2 separate regions of the Hordeum vulgare genome follow, and region 1 is linked to region 2. A link is a contact called in public Hi-C data. All regions are on one chromosome and are shown on one strand. Each heading gives the region's core, a stretch centred on a gene start, on an enhancer-like site or on the middle of the called end of the contact. The rest is flanking DNA. Distances are from core to core; before and after follow the strand shown.

Region 1 (2,761 bases), core at 8-2,507, 300 kb after region 2:
TTCATATCCCGGGGGAAGTTAAAATCTTCATTTGGAAGGTGTTGCATGAAGTTCTACTTTGTCATGGTGTTCTAGCTAGAGGTCACATTCAAACCACTACTAAATGTCTCTTATGTGCTACAGGATTGGAGGACATACAACATTGTTTGTTCTCATGTGATTGAGCTAAGGAAATCTGGAAAGAATTGGGACTCTAAGAGGAAGTACATAAAGCAATGCTAAGGACCGCTCTGGTTTAGTAAACCTTGGAGATCTTGTTTAAATTACATGCTACACATGAAGATATTCCTTCACCGGAGCTAGCATTGGTTGCAACTTAGTTTATATGGTGGCAACAAAAACTACTCGTACAGGGAGAAACATTGTAGTATTTTGAGAGATTGGAAGGTTCTAATCATAACTTTTGTGAAAGCATCATCTTCTAATACCTCTAAACATAAGCGTGATCACATGTGAAAGAAGCCATCGCATGAAGTAACAAAAATAAATGTTGACACTTCCTTTTCTGCTGAAACCCTTATAGGTGCTACTGGAGTAGTGACACAGGGTAAATGCGGAAATTTTGTTGTGGCAACAATGTGGTTCTTACACCATGTGACTAGTGCAGACTCAACTAAAATCATAGCTAATCGGATTGGGTCTGTAAATGACTTCAAATGTTGACTCCAACAAAGCGGCACTAGAGTTGGTAGCTCGTTTGCCTTGACACATTGCAAAAAGATGAACAGTATTTTGGATCTGAAGTCATTATTATCATGGAATGCGAGCATGTAGCAAGTAAATTTGGTCAACTTATTTATCAAAACTGTTTCTAGGAAATTAATGAGGCAACAAATTCTTTAGCTATGCTGCTTTTAAATATCAGATTTTTTTGGTTTGTTTTGGACTCTAGTATTACTTTATTTCATCATTGTTTGTAAATGTCCTCTCAATTATTTGATGAATGAAGTCTTACCGAAAGGCTACAAATATGAATGCATGGCAAATCAAACTATTTTCGTGGCAATTTATGTTGACGCGAGGATGCCAAATTTAGTTGACAAACACAACGTGTAGTAAGAAAATAAATTGAACCGTATTTATCATACTCGTCAACTAAACTTATCACCCACAATAAACATAATTTATGTGAAAAATATTTGATTTGGCATGTCTAAAAATCTGGTGTTTGCTGAATATTGGGATCCAAACTATACTGTTAAGACGAGGGATAGAAAGGAAGAGAGGGGCTCGGAAACAGATGAATACTAGCAGTACACTGAAATCTCTCGATCTCACCCATCTTTCTACCCCTCCGTCCATCCCTCCTCCCCCTCTCACGGGCTGCACGCTGCCTCGCTCCGACCGACCGCCACGCCCTCACATCCCCATCTCCATCTCTCTCCGCGTTGCTCTGCCTCTGCCACCGCTTCACCCGCGCGCGGTCGGGCTCCTAGCTAGCTGCTGCCTCTCCTCCCCTTGATGTGGCGCCGGGCGTCGAGCTGCTGCTGCTGCTCGCGCTCCAGAGGCGCCGGAGGCGAGCTCCCCGGACGCCCGGCGGCCTAGCCTCCTCGCGCTCCTACAAGAGGGAGATCCGGGCTTTTTGGTAAGCTCTGTCCCCGGCCATGTCCTAATTCCCGATCAATCCGCCTGATCCCGCCCGATTCCGTTCCCTGCACGCGTGCTCGCGCTAGATTAGTGGTCACCGGAAGCTCGCTCCGTCGCTGCTCCTGAGTTCTTACTCTAGACTAGTGTCCATGGTGGTCTGTCGGGCTGCGACGCCATTTGCGGTTCCATCTCCCTCTCCCTGGGTGGTTGGGCCGCTGTTTTTGACAGAGAAAAGCTTCGCGGCAAGCGTGGACTAAAATGCGCGCAAACATGGTGTTTAACCGCAGGCTTAGCTGGCGCCTTTCTGCGTGCGTCTATCTCGTTTGGACGGATCGTTGCGTGCCGACTGGCTCAACCCGCCGTGCTAAGCAGGTCACAAGTAGTTACAAGATAGTGATCTCAGCATGATGTAATGTGGTGAAGATTTCTCTTAGTAAGAGTTGGTAGAGATGGCAAAACGTGCCTTATATAGGTTTAAATTTATGTGATTTTGTGCTGGACTGCATTCAAGTAACTCACGCGGTCAATGCTGGTACTCATGGGTTTTCAATGCATATGGAATATCCATTATTTAGGCTTTTATTAATGCATGCATATATTCTCCTCTAGATGTGAACAAGGTAGTAGCTGGTTCTTTTTGTTGTGAAAATAAGAAGGAAATAATTGTGGTACGTGAACCTTATTTACAAATTGTCGAATGCAGTCGGTCCTTCTAGAATATACGTATTTTCAGTGACATGTTTCTAACATAGTAACATGTTCGTATACCAGCTTCCGAATACTTCCGTGAAGAGGAAAATATTGAATACACCAGATCCTTCTAGTTTCTAGCTATATCCAGTGAAGTGCTCAATACGTGTATATGACATGCTTATCTACCAACCTGCAAATATTTCCTCTTCTTTTATCTTAATTGGTAATGTATTCTTTGGAGCAACTTGTGAATATCTTCTGAAAGTAGAATTTGTCGTATACATGTGATGCATCTATGTTCTGCACGGTTCTGGTACAACATGCTAGTGATATGCTTCTCTACCAATTTCGAGCACCTTCTAAAAATATCTAATCTTTTATTTAAGTGTTTGGTGGGGCCGTGTGATCCCACGTGACCCAAAGTGGATCCACTCTGATGGAAATGGAGTCGGGGAGCACGTTCTATGCGGGTGAAGGTCTT
Region 2 (3,134 bases), core at 83-2,582:
AAAAACAAGATTTTATCGATGTCGCGGACGCGTAGGTGTGTGGTCGGGCTCAAAACGGCCAACGACGAACATGAGAGAACTGACAACTAATAACGGATGCAAGTTTTGAAAACTGGCGGCAACGAAGTGCCGATGCAATGCAGATGACGCGCATGATGCAATGATGAACGCGACAGACAATCTAGCAACACGGCGACAACGGAATAAAAGGGGAATCTTCTAGGGCGTCGGTCTCGGGGTGTTACACGCAACCTTAGAGTTTTCCGTTTTTTTGTAGATCCGTATTTCCGAAACGTTTTATCTTATAAACCGTGCGTCCAAATCTCGATTTTTTTTCACCGTTGGCTTCCTCGCGTCGAGATCTTCAAAACTAGATCCCATGTTGATAGATTTTAACAAACTTTTTTTAACGAAAAACCCGAAAGAAACAACCATGCCTCACGCGATAGAAAAAAAAACCAAAAAACGCGTTTTCCCCTTTGTGAGAGGCACTGATCGTGCCTCTCGTGAAGGCAAGACGTGCCTCTCGCGGAAGCAAAACCGTGCCTCTTACGAAAAAAAGAGAGCAGAAAACGTGTTTTTTCCCTTTCAGGAGAGGCACGAGCGTGCCTTTCGCGAAGCAAAATCGTGCCTCTCACAAAAAAAAACAAACAGAAAACGCGTTTTTTCCTTTCGGGATAGGCACGGACGTGCCTCTCGCGAAGGCAAATTCGTGCCTTTCATGGAAGCAAAACCTTGCCTCTCGTAAAAAAATAAAAAATCCGTTTTCCCCTTCCGAGAGGCACGGGCGTGCCTCTCGCGAAGACAAAAACCGTGCGTTTCGCAAAAGCAAAACCGTGCGTTTCGCAAAAGCAAAACCGTGCCTCTCGTAAAAAAACAAAAACACATTTTTTTCCTTTTCGAGAGGCACAACCATGCCTCTCGCGAAGGCAAAACCATGCCTCTCGCTGAAGCAAAACCGTGCCTCTCGCAAAAAAGAAACGTTTCGTCCAAAAGTTACGAAAGACCGGTGAAAAACCGAAACACCAAAAAAAATCCGAAAAAACCCACTCTTAAAGGCCGAAAACACGTGCGAAAAACTAAAAAATGCAAAATACAAAGGAAACGTTCGGAGCACGACATGTGACGGCGGCTAAGAACGCGCCAAGTGACGGCCCGGGAGTATTCGCTAAAAGGCTTCCGAAGAAGTGCTTGCTAACCTAGTTGCTCTAGCTGCGTGGGTAAGTTTTTTTAATGCCTCCGTACAAGGACATGGGCCGATATCATGCACTTTGGGCCGTGCTATCTACTCTCACCTGTGTAAAGAGGCCGACGACAGACATATCGCTGGCCCGCTTCCGTGCAACTGGGTCGCAACAAGACAGCCGCACGAATTCCCCCCAAACCCCGAAAAGGTCACGCCGCCGCTGCGACTCCGGCCGCCGGCCTCCCCTCCTAGATGAAATCTCAGCAAGAATCGACCGCCGGCGGCCGCAAGAGGCGGCGTAGAGGAGGAGTCGGGAAACGCCAGAAGGATTCTTCTTCTTACTCACAACAGGCACCTCTGCCTGACCCTCCAGCGGATGGGGCCTCCCCCCTGGAGAAGCGGCGTCGCAAGGCCGGCGAGGCCGCCGCAATATCCAAGGGGCGCAAGCCTACGAGCCTACTCGAAAAGGTAATTCCTTCCTAGTCCTAGAGCTGCATGTGTAGAATACTAGAATGAGGAGTGTTGGTAGCTTGGTGTTCGTTTCCTTTTGCAAAGTGGTGTGTTCGTGGGATGATAAAGATGATTTGCTACGTCTGTAGGTACACACCGCTTGTGATATTTGACTTTTGAGTACTTATTCATATCATTATAATCCCTGAAGAACAAAATACTAGTATAACATACTAGAATGCACGATTATTCATTTCATTAAAACAACTGTACACGATTGTGATAAATTTTTTTTGCGGGAATTATGATCATATGTGCCACTTTGCAAAAAACTACTCTTTAGTGATCTAAACGACCTTATATTTCTTTATGGAGGGAGTAATATCTATACCACTATGTAGTATACCGACAACTTCAAATATTCTCCGCTGATTTACTTTTATCCAGTGGAGAAGTGGAAAATCCCATTGCCCTTGGCCGCTGGATTTATTTCTCAATTTGGTTGGATCGTGCCATGTTGCATCTCTAGAATCTTCTACGAATCCTTGATATATAGTGTGCTAATAACTTCAAATATTAGCCGTTGATTTACTCTTATCCAATGATGAAGAGTGGTGAATCCCATCATCCTTGGCCGTTGGATCTACTTCTCAGTTCGGTTGGATCATGCCATGTTGCATCTCTAGAATCTTTTACAAACCCGCATGAGGAGACCAACATGTTTGCCCGCTCCTTGTGCACGACTTCCGCCTCCCCATTGACATGCTTGGTCACTGTCGAAAGATGTAGACGACTGACAGCATTGTCTATATCTAGTGCGCTTTTTTAGAAAAGTAGAATAAAAGTCTACATAAAATTAATTGCATATGCAAAAACTATATCTAATACTACTATATAGTGTATCAGTTTTAAACTTTTCAATCACAAGATCAAGAAGCAATGTGAACTGTTGATTAAGTCCATCGGATGGTTGAAAATGCCGGGATTCACAGCTACAGTACATTCTACAGACTATAAAAGTTAGTTGCTTGTGGCTGTCATCCATCTGTGCACGTACCTGGCCTGGGAAGCCGCTCCGTCCATGGCACACGCACTGGCAGCTGAGCCATGAGCGTGGCAGTGTGTGTTCTGCATGCAGCATGTGCACCAATCAAGCGCCATTGAGATACCTAAGAGGTGAAGTTTCGAGAGAGTTGCTTAGAACTGTATGTATTGAAAGATAAGGCTACACAAGAAGTTAAACTAATAATGCTTGCAGCTTTGAGATTAATTTATTTTTTGAATTGAGTTGAAGTTCAGGTTGAGTTTGTTTAAACTGGCTGTAGTGCAAGTACTAATTATAAGCATGGAAACTTTGGACGTCCTGTGCACGTACCCGTGTAATAGTAATTATGTACTCCATCCGTTCCTAAATATAAGTCTTTTCAGATATTTCACTAGGAGACTACATACGGAGTAAAATGAGTGAATCTATACTTTGAAGTATGTCTATATACAT

The links. Hi-C and Micro-C count contacts between places; a contact is called where the count stands out from the background.
Region 1: a contact with region 2 is called in a Hi-C map of seedling, with 5 times the contacts expected there. The contact joins the promoter of LOC123402633 here to the promoter of LOC123402449 in region 2. A contact is called at or near these places in 5 of 6 Hi-C or Micro-C datasets (leaf, seedling and an unstated tissue) and 1 of 1 datasets of contacts at active chromatin or transcription factors (embryo).

The regions. Positions count from the first base shown.
Region 1 is chr6H:327,214,720-327,217,480 of MorexV3_pseudomolecules_assembly, forward strand. LOC123402633 (serine/threonine-protein kinase STY13-like) reads left to right here and starts at 1,258. Exons shown (of 7, transcript XM_045096567.1): 1 at 1,258-1,585; 2 at 2,667-2,761. The coding sequence starts at 2,717.
Region 2 is chr6H:326,915,014-326,918,147 of MorexV3_pseudomolecules_assembly, forward strand. LOC123402449 (ribosomal RNA-processing protein 8) reads left to right here and starts at 1,333. Exons shown (of 9, transcript XM_045096374.1): 1 at 1,333-1,654. The coding sequence starts at 1,439.